2 separate regions of the Mus musculus genome follow, and region 2 is linked to region 1. Evidence: chromatin contacts called from public HiChIP or PLAC-seq data. All regions are on one chromosome and are shown on one strand. Each heading gives the region's core, a stretch centred on a gene start, on an enhancer-like site or on the middle of the called end of the contact. The rest is flanking DNA. Distances are from core to core; before and after follow the strand shown.

Evidence for each region. HiChIP or PLAC-seq counts read pairs in DNA pulled down with a chosen protein or histone mark.
Region 2: a contact with region 1 is called in an H3K4me3 HiChIP or PLAC-seq map of embryonic basal ganglia, with 2.5 times the contacts expected there. The contact joins two enhancer-like sites. A contact is called at or near these places in 6 of 484 Hi-C or Micro-C datasets (all in embryonic stem cells) and 1 of 115 datasets of contacts at active chromatin or transcription factors (embryonic basal ganglia).

Annotation. Positions count from the first base shown.
Region 1 is chr12:29,256,196-29,261,517 of GRCm38.p6, forward strand. All of the region lies in intron 1 of Gm31569 (a long non-coding RNA gene), which reads left to right. Among named protein-coding and RNA genes, the nearest start is that of Gm31569, 53 kb to the left of the region's middle. Within about 2 kb of position 2,191, at least 79 of the 459 cell types and tissues checked have an H3K27ac peak or open chromatin away from gene starts, as enhancers often do. A contact at or near this core is called in embryonic basal ganglia, where this site is marked.
Region 2 is chr12:29,627,712-29,633,033 of GRCm38.p6, forward strand. All of the region lies in intron 2 of Myt1l (myelin transcription factor 1-like), which reads left to right. Among named protein-coding and RNA genes, the nearest start is that of C630031E19Rik, 56 kb to the right of the region's middle. Within about 2 kb of position 2,565, at least 26 of the 459 cell types and tissues checked have an H3K27ac peak or open chromatin away from gene starts, as enhancers often do. A contact at or near this core is called in embryonic basal ganglia, where this site is marked.

The DNA.
Region 1 (5,322 bases), core at 941-3,440:
GGTAGAATGTGATCAGATGCTCCTCCTACCTTGATCACACCAACAGGACTGACAGCACTTTGACCTGGGAGCCAGATAAGCCCCTTCTCGCTTAAGTTACATTTGTCAGACATGTCAACGTGCCGCAATCCCAGCCACAAGTCCCTAGCCAGCTGGAAATGCACAGTCATTCTAGCAGCCCTGGGGCATCTAGTTCTGTCACCTGTCCTCACTCAGTGTGCCACCTTCTACCTCAGAAGCATTGCAGAAATCAGTTGCCATCAATGATGATGTCATTAATGTCACTGTCTTTGTGCTTTAGAGTTTGGAATATGTGTGTGCTTCAGAGTTTAGACTACAAACATATATATGTATACATATGTATGTGTATATATATATATATATATATTCCAAACCGAAAAGTACATATGTACATATATGCACATATATACAAGCATATATATGTATATATAATATTCATATATTCCCTAAGATTATTAATTCTATCTGTCTCGAAATGACTGCTTGGATTTATCATGCTAACAATGCCAGGCATCAACTCACTCTTTTCACTTGTCACCTATAACCTTGTGGGCTTCCAAGTCAGTTACCACTACTGTTGCTTTCTTTCCCACCAAGGGTTAATCACATGACATGCATAGTCCCACCACCGGCTGCAGCTGTGAGTCTCACTCCATGTCTTACTCCATGTCATGTAGCCAGTGCCTTGGAGAAGATAGCGTCTCTGTCTCCTTAGAACAACTCCAGAGCCTGACCTTCTCCAAGGTGCTGTGTTACTGAAGTCACCTCCCCACACTTGACCCCACAGCTAGCAGCACAGTGAAGTAGATAAGGGTCTCTCCAGTGGGCTCAGGGTAAGAGGTTCTAGGGAAGGGGAGCAGGAGACTCTGGATGGTCATACATTGATCATGAGGGGTCAGGGGTTCATACAGAAGGGCAGTCAGGGATGTGAAAGACATCTAAGGGCAGAGAGCCTGGAAACACGTTTACTGTGACGATGGCTGTCACTATGGCAACCACCACATGTGTTTTCAGCTGCAGGATAACAAGTCTACTCTAAAGACCCTTTGAGGTAGTTTATTGCCCTTTCCCTTTGAGACCTGGAAGATGGAGTGGCTCATTGGATGTCAGCATGTCCAGCTAGAAATCAGGCCCTCTGTCCTAAAATTGCTCATGTTCTTTACCCTGGCATGTACTGGCCATATGGGAAGCACACAGGGCTTTCCAGACAGAAAGCACCAGAAGGACTCATTAAGGTCTGAACAGGGCTGGGGTTTGCCTCGGGAGGGGTGATGGGGTGAAGCATTGCCCCAGGGCTAGAACCCAGCCTCAAAGCAATGGAGGGAGGAGGCTGAAGCTGCAGTAGTTTTATCGAAGGAAGTGCAGATGCCTCCCAGCAGAAACACTAGCTGGGTCGGCATCCTGGAGGGTACAGGAGACTGAGGCTGAGAGGGGCTGTGCAAGGCACACAGAGTAGAGTACAGAGTCTGTGGTCTAGTTGCTGTTTCCCTGGGCCGTGTGTCACTGTGAGATTCGAATTCTTTATCATCTGTCAGAAATCTATGAGGATTAAAACCAGCATCCAAGACTCAGCCATTGTTCAGGAGAAAATGGCTGAATGGGACTGCATAATGTGGAGTCCAGCAGTGCGGGCACTAGGAAGGGAAGTAGACTGGCTGACAGCTACTGCAGATGCAGGCATCCCGAGACAACAGCAGAGTCTCTATGGACTGTGTGGATAGGTCTATGGCCAAAGGTCAGAGTACAGACTTCCCACTAACTTCAGGACCTTAAGGTCACCTTAGTGTGAGGTGCAGAAACAAAGCATGAAGAGTCAGAGGCGAGCTGCAATGGGGCATCTGTGAAGCAGGGCTTGATTTAGTTGGCAGGTCAGAGGCACAGACTAGCACATATACCTGCAAGATTCCTTAACCCTCTCTCCAGGTCTCCGAATGTTAATTTCTTGTATGCACAGCGTATCACGCAGCTCTTCAAACCACACCTCTCTTCGCCGCTAACTCCAAATGTGTTTCGCATTTCCCCTCCAGACTCATCGATCCTTTCTTCCAAAAAAAAAAAAAAAAAAAAAAAAAAAAAAAAAATTGCCCGAACCAGTGTTAGGAGCTGCCTCCCACAAAGTGTTAAACAGCAGCAGAGGGCTGGCAGCCTTCCAAAGCACTGAGGCTGCAGGCAGGCGGGCAGGCTGGCTGGCCCCACCAGGGGAGGCATTTGCAACCCTGGTCGATGGAGGCACAGAGGAAAAGGTTGGCCTTTCTGGAGAGGTTTCTCCCATGCACAGGCTGCCGGCTTCAGATCCATTTTCTCATAAACCCCAGACTCGGCCGTGAGAGGCTATAATCTGAGGGTTTAAAAATGCCAAATCCAATCTTGGGGGATGGAGAGCACAAGATGAACTGCTCCCAGGCCTGGCTGTTGGGAGGAGCACAGGACTTCCCTTATCTGTTAGCTGTTAGCCCAGCACCAGCAGTCTCAGGCAAGGGCTTCAGGTTTATCACCTTGCCACCTGGAGGACACAAAAGTCAGGGCCCCTGGTGGGCAGTTGCTGCTCTGTGGGTCAGTTGCCACCTCTGTCAAGGGCAGATAAGAGCCAGCCCCACTCCACTTGGAGTTGTGTGGAAGGCAGATGTGATTTACATGGTGTGTGCATTTTATAAATGGAAGCAATCTGAGCAATCAAGGTAATATAAATACTGCCTATTTGGGGTGTAATGTCTCCTCTTGTAATGGGACTGCTTCAGTGTATTTGTTTTTCTTTGAAACCCGTTCTCTCGGTGAACACATTTTTTTCGTAGCTTCGTTCTTCCTTTCATTTAAGTCTAAAGTGCCGTAGTGTGGCTACTTTTGAAGAGCGCTCTCAATGAGCAGGGAGTGGATGCTCTTTGGAGTTCCTGGGCTTGAGCTGAGGCACAGACATTAGCATGAGGGGCCAGAGGGTCCTCAAGTCCCACTTCTGACTCTTGAGCCTCACACAGCACAGCCAACGTGATTTGAGCTTGTTTTCTTGAACAGCATCCAGAGATCTCTGCAGCAACCATTTTGTATAGCAGTAGAGACCTCTGACTATTCCCCAGCTCTGGCCATGTTTGGCTTTGCTGCTAAGCCTTTATCAGATCTCAGAGGCATACTTACAAGTCACTTAGTAGGGAGAAAGCAAAACCCTTTCATGTGTTTATGTGTTTATTTTTCGCATTAAGTACACACAATCAGGTTGACATTTTGAAAATGCAGGACATGGTTTTGGAAACAAAGCACAACATAATGTGTCATCTCATTCCAGAGAGATGAAGGTTACGGTAGGCCTTTGTTCCGATGACTTCTGTCTTCATGTATGGTGTTATTTATTCTTTTATCTGTATAGAGTGGAGGCCAAACACTTGAGAAAACAGCTTAAACAAAGAAGCACTCATTGTATATCATACTTTCAGAAGGTCCAACCCATAAGTGCTTGGCTTTACCCCCTTGAGCCGAGCGTCATTGTTGGTAAAAGCATGCAGTAGAGGGGCCCCTGTACCACAGGGCAGACAGGAACCATAGACACAGAGGTGGAGAGGAGGAACTGGTTCAAAGGCACACCTATTCTTCAGCCTGCTTCCTCCAGTTAGATCCTACACCCTAAAGTTTGCAGGACCCCACAAATAGCACCACCAGGTGGCTCCCAGGGTTCAACACATGAATCTATGAGAGACTTTCATCTCCTACTGTAGCATGTCCCTAGTCCCCAAAGCTTCCTGACCACTCCCATAGTGCCAGATGCATTTAGTCTGCTCCCATGAGTCCAAATGGGACTTTTAATTGGCTTTTTTTTAAATCTTTTAATTCTTTGGTTTTTGGCCATTTTACTGGTTATATTTATGAACCATGGTTATATTTATTATATTTACTTCTTTTGCCTTCTATTATTTTCCTTTGAACCTCTTATTCCCAAATCCAGCCCCTAGTTGCCGTACCTAGAAGAAAATGACACCACCCTTGCTTGGTCCCCCCAACTTCCCACAGCAACCATTAATAGCCAATAGCTCCCCAGAAAGTCTGAGGCCTCAGGGGTACCTCCTTTACTCATCCTAGACTATTGAATACTCAGACCTGGGAGATTTATGGCACCTCTGCATGATGGATGTCAAACAGTCCAACCATGTGCAGGTATGCACAGTCACATGCAGGTATCCACTGCTGCTCTGTGTTCATGACTGCAACAGCTGTGTCATAATTTGGTAGTAAATACTTCATGGCACTCCTCCAGCTCTAAATTCTTTTCCCCATCTTCCTTGATGTTCCCTGGGCTTTTTAGGGCTATGTGTCCTTAACAGTTCCTTATTCTCTCTCAGCACTTTGACCAGATAGGAATCTTCGTGTTAGCTATCACTCTCTGCAAAGACTGAGAGCAGAACTAGTCTACAAACAGCAGCATTTAGAAGACAGTTTGACAACATGTCCACTTAGACAAAAAACAGTAGTATATTCCACTCTTGGCTCCATGTCTTCGCAGGCAAAGGCTTTTTTTGACTAGGCTTATAGTACCAGATATGCATCCCCCCAACCCCCATGGAACTCTGATCCAATCACAAAGTAATTGGTTGTCCTGAGATAGACATGCCACTATTGCTGCAGTGAACACGTATTGCTTGGCAGGTCAGAACTGAAGTTTGCATGGTCTAAAGCTGTTTGAGAACATTGATGGCTTTCATCCCCCCAGCAGCCTGCATAACCCCTCCCAGTGCTATGAATGCCAACCAACAAGGAGAGTTTCCAGGTCAGTTACAACTTGATTCAAAGAGTTTAATTTCAATCATTTCTTCATGGTTCAAAAAATTTAACTCCATAACCTTTACCAAGACTCAAGGAAATCTCTCAGGTGTGGTTCCTATAAAACATAATTTACAAACTTCCAACATACAGTAACACAGAGTAGACACCTTCATCATGACAGGAAAGAGCAGGAGAATAAGAGGATGGATTGGACCACAGCAACACTGATACCGATCAGGACAAACACTAAGTTCTATATTTCCATGTCTGACATCTGAGTTATATGGTATCTTGATGAGAGCTCCAGCATCCTTGGGGAATCCCATTCCTACATCCCTACCATTCATAGCTAACCTTATCCTGTGCTGACTCCATTTGTGTCCTACAGGTTTTCTCAGCAGGCATTCTACATTTCCGATATCTCCAACTTCCTGGGCTCTCTCCTGCAAATTTACTATCAACGCCTATTGTGATGGTTTGTATATTCTTGGACCAGGGAGTGGCACCATTTGGAGGTGTGACCTGGTTGGAGTAGGTGTGTCACTGTGGATGTGG
Region 2 (5,322 bases), core at 1,315-3,814, 370 kb after region 1:
ATATTTATGAAAAATAGCCATGTTTCCTACAATTATCAGGGAAAGGCAGTGTTTCATGTTCCCCACTGCATTCTCTTATTCTGCCTCACCACACTGCAAAAGTGGTTTTACCTGACACGTCTGAAGATCATACTGCTGGGCAAGGGAAGACCTTGGCCACTCACAAAGGTGCAAGGCTGTCTGAAGGCCTGGAGCCACATTCCAAGAACTTCTCTAGGAAACTCTGTTCTTGCATCAGGAGAGGGAGAGGAAGATCCAGAGCCATCTGCAGTCTTGGTAGGAGCAAGGTCACAGAAGCTCCAGGGGGCAGGGGAAACTGTTGAAGCTCTACGTAAAAGATTAGTAGCAGCTCTGTGCAAACTGGCTTTGCCAAGGTCATCGTTTCGCCTAGTGGAGCATACACAGAAAGCTGGATGCTCTAGGAAAATCGGCTTGCAAACTGCTTTCCAGAAGGCGCGGGGACAATAAGCCCGAGCCTTGGCTTGCGAACAGTACCCTGCAGTCAGGTGTAACTGATAGGGCATGGTAGAATCTGTCTGTAATCCTAGCACTTAGGAGGTGAGGTGGAGAAATTTACAACAGAGGAGTGAAGGTCTTCCAGGCATAGGGTTTCCATGTTTACACGTGGAAGGACCATTGGAAACTCACACCATATACATCTTGTCCCCTGCAACTGGCCAGCCTGTAGGAAAGAAGGCATCATCTTCTCTGTGCCCCTGAATCCTTTCATCCATAAATAAGTGCCAGGCTCAGAGAACATTGTCATCTGGGAGACGGAGCCCCATTACGGGACCACAAAAGACCAGGAAAACATGGAACAGGGAGGGATCACCAAGAATGCAGCCTTCTTCTGAGGTCTGGACTGCCCCCTGGCTGTCAGTATGGCGTATGGCTCTCCGTAGATCTGGTCCAGCATGTCGACTAGGGACGATTTTCTAGGCCATTTAAATAGGTGAAGTGATTATGTGACCTGGTGATGTCTGGTAATGTCCCAGTGGTGTGTCAACACAGTAAACACTGTGTGGCACCCATCTGCCTGAGGACAAATCTGTGCCAAAAACCCAAGCCCACTCAGAGACAATTCCAGAGGGGCCAGTGTTAATCTCCACTCCACTGACAGTACCTTAAACTCTACCTCCAGAGCCATAACAGAGCTCATATCCAGAACTGTAAACAAGGCAGTTGTGAACTTGGCGTCCATCACGAGCCCATTAGAACATGAAGACTGATATTTGTGGGCTTAGTTCAAGCATGAATGCAGGTGTTTTGATCTATGAAGGAAGCATCTATATGTATAATTCCTTTCAGGAAACATTGTGTTTGTTTGTTCGTTTGTAGTGCTGAGGCAGGACTCAGTCTTGAGCATGCTAGTTAAGCTCTCTGAGCTAATCCCAAGCCGTGTCTTTAAAACACAGGCTATATTCAAAGATGGTTAGGGTCACATGTAAACATTATTGGATTAGTTCTCTAAAGAATATTTTAAACTCAATTTTAATATTTCAATGTGGAAATAAGCAAATGTACTATGTACCCTATTTATTAGTATAAACAAATTATAAATAATTAATTCATATGTATTTCTATAAACACGAGAAACAATCTTTGGGTTTTTTTTTTTGTTTTTAAGTATACTCTCGTGTTTCTTATAAAGAATTAGAAATAGGATTGGGATGATAGCTCAGTGAGTATCTTGCAAGTAAAGTACTTGTCTTGCAAGAGTGAGGACTTGAGTTCAATCCCTCAGTATCCACAAAAATGCATATGTACCTATATGCATGCATGCATACAAACATACATAGGCCAGGTGTGGAGGGACATATTTGTAATGCCAGCTCTGGAGAGGCAGAGACAGATGGATTCTACCCTGCCTAACCTGTTTCATGAGTCCCAGGCCAATGCGAAACTTTGCCTTGAAACAATAAGGATGGTGGCCTCCAATCCTGACAGATGTATGTGCACATGCCGTGGGCATCTGTATGTACACTGAGACACAACAGGAACAGACACAGGCATGCACACATAGCAAGCAAGCACATAGTCTGCGTGTACCAATTCGGAGTATCTTTGGGAATGCTAGAAAAAAGGCTGGGTGAAGCAGCTCTGGCCACAGTGAGTCTGTCTGTATTGAGTTTGATGATGAATGCAGCAAACAAGGATGTGGGACTTTCACAGTGTATTTTTAGCTAGCTCTAAGGTATACCACCCTCCCCTCCTTGCAGAATTATTTTTAATTCCCCAGAGCATGCTCCCTGCCACTCATCACCATGTTTGGGGCCTGCTCTTTTTCACTGAGGCTGCAGTGCCTTCCTCTGGGTGCCGCTCATCAATGCAGAACTGATTTGGAGCTGAACTGTATAATAATAAGCCTTTCAGCGCCAGCCCCACACTTGCCTTGTAATTAAGGCCTGATGGTTGTGTTGACGGCAAATGAAAGAAAATGGCTTTGTTCTCTCTTCCCTGGCTTGATTGCGGGTTCTCTCGCTCACCTGAATTCCACCCATCCTGCATTGTGCCTGTGATTGCTGGAGGACCATAATTGCAGTCCCAGCAGATGACATTTCCAGGAGGTACAGTCTGTGCAGCTCCAGGGGGAACTGATGGAGCCGTGCCTGGTGAAACTCGTCAAGGGTAGATCTAGGGAACGCCTATGTGGAAGTTAAGCTGGGACCAAACACCGGGATCCTCCTCTGACATTAGCTGTACCCAGTGGTGCATGGCTGCAGCCCGCCTCACCCTCTGCCTACAGTCCAAAAGGACAGACTGAGCACAGGCACAAAAGTTCAGTAAGTGCAGGTGAGCCACACCTTTGAAAGACCTTTGGGGCTGAAGAGGTGGCTCAACAGTTAAGAGTATTTGCTATTCTTGACGAGATCCTGAATTCTATTCCCAGCACCCACGTGGCAGCTCAGAATTACTCTAGTTCCTGGGGACCTGATACCCTTTTCTGACCTCCACAGGTACCAGACATGAGCATACACAAGTAAAAGCTTACTACTCCTGCACACAAACAAAGAAACTGAGGCTGGGGCAGTGCCTCCATTTTACAGTGTTTGCCGTGGAACCACAAGGACCCCAGCTCAGATCTCCAGTTCTCATATAAAATGTCAGTGTGGCAGCTCACACCTGTAACCCCAGTGCTTAGGAAACAGGTACAAGAGAATCCATGGGCTCTTTGGCCACTTAGCCTAGAGGAATCAGGCTCAATGGGAGACCTTGCCTCAAAAAAGATGGTGAGGCATCAGTAAGACAGACTCCAGATAAGGATCTCTGGCCTATGAGTACACACACACACACACACACACACACACACACACACACACACACACACACACACACACAAATTCCTCTGGCAATGACTCAAGAAGGGGATCAGAAGCAGAAAACACTTAGGTAAACACACTCCTTTGAGCAGTTCTGGTACACCTTGCTTCCTCTGGAAAGGGCCTCATTAGACTTTATATGCAGCTTGCAGCTGTGTTCATCAGTTCTCTTTACTCATAAAGACTAAACTCAATGCCAGAGAAGACGTTTGTAAATATCCATAACCTGCCAGCATCTTGAAGCTGGTCTGATGGCTAATCTTGGTTGTCATCCTGACCACATCTGGAATCTAGTAAAACCCGAGCGGCTGGGCACACCTCTGGGGAAATTTTCTTGATATGGATCACCTGAGGTAAGGACACCTATGCTAAATCCTGATCATTTGAGCTCAGAAGCCCCACCCTAAAATCTGGGCCACACCTTCTGGTCGAAATCCACATCAAATGGTGGAAAAGAAGAAAGCTTTTGCTCTTTGCCTCCTTGCCCTCACTCTCACTGGCAAGATCATCGATTTCCCTGCTGAATTATGCCTTCACTGCTGTTAGAGCCTACTTCTTTAGAACTCTACAATAGACCAAAGGCAAGCTAAGACATTCAGACTCATGGAGGAGCCAACTACCTCTTCCTTCACCTTCCCGTTGAGAGACAGCCATTGCTTAACTAGTCCAACAACACCTGTAAACCAATCTAATAAATCCCCTTTAATATATGTATATGTATGTGTATGTGTGTGTATGTGTATGTATATGTGTATGTATATAGATACGGTGTATATTTATTTAATATGTATGTATACATGTATGTATGTATTCACCCTGTCAGTTCTGTTACTCTAGAGAACTCTGACTAACACAGCTAGTGTATGTGCCTTTGGTATTTGGATTTGACAGGAGATGCCCAAATCTGGAGTATATGTCCGAGAACATATATCAAAAGGAATAACCAAAAGTCGATCAGCTTCCATAGGACACTACATGAACCCTCCCACACTGCCACAATTTGTCTCAGGGTAGACTTCTCCCCACATAAACATCACATTTGCTCAGAGAAACTCAATTCACACTCTTTCACGACTGCAGTGATTACTCACAGTGGAAAACAACAACCAAGCATCCTTTCCTGGAGGATGAGTCTGGGTTTATCTGACATTCCACTCATCTGCTGGACAGGCTACTCAGTGGGAAGGACTATGGTGCAGAAGTGAGGGTTAGCCCATCCTGAGGCCTTGGGCATGTTCCTTACTCTCTTTCATTCTTAACATTTCTGCCATAAAAAGAAAGTTTAAACCATCTGTTATAGTGGATGCCTGTAATCCCATTGCACGGAACGGAGGTGGGGGTAAGGAGAATCAGGAATTTAATGTCATCCATGGCTATGTAGTAAGTTAGAGGTTATCCTGGGATGTCTCAAGGAAACAAAAACAAAAATGGAGGGGAAGGAAATCTAACTTCTGGCAGAGACCAATCACTACTTCTTTATTGTTATCTCTATATTTTCATATACGTTTTTATCAACATATCTGGACTTTTATTGAGTTTTAAAGTTTGCAGGAAGTGTAACAGTAAGCATATGACAGTACAGGTCAGCGTGACTTCAGGGATGCATGCAATCTTCACACCAAGCCCAGGGAGTGGGGCATGGGTCCCTGGAGCATATATGCTCATGGAGAGGAGGTGGCTAGGGGGCGGGCGGAGTCCCAGGCTCTGTTCAGATCTCTTAGAACACCCTTGAGGAGTGTGTTAACTCAGCCACTTCTCCTCACTCATCCCTCCCATCTCTGTGTCCCCAAGACTCGGAATAGCATGTCACTTGGACTCTAGCACCACTAGCAGTGAGGTTGACTGATGTCTGTGGCAGTCCTGCCATAGGTCTCACTCGATTACCTTTACCTTTCTGAAGAGCTTGGTGGCCCAAGAGCTCATGATGATGTGCATGTTGGTAAGCTTGCCCAATAAACTTATAGAGGTTGGCAAATTCGTAGGCTTATGTTTTGCTTTTTTT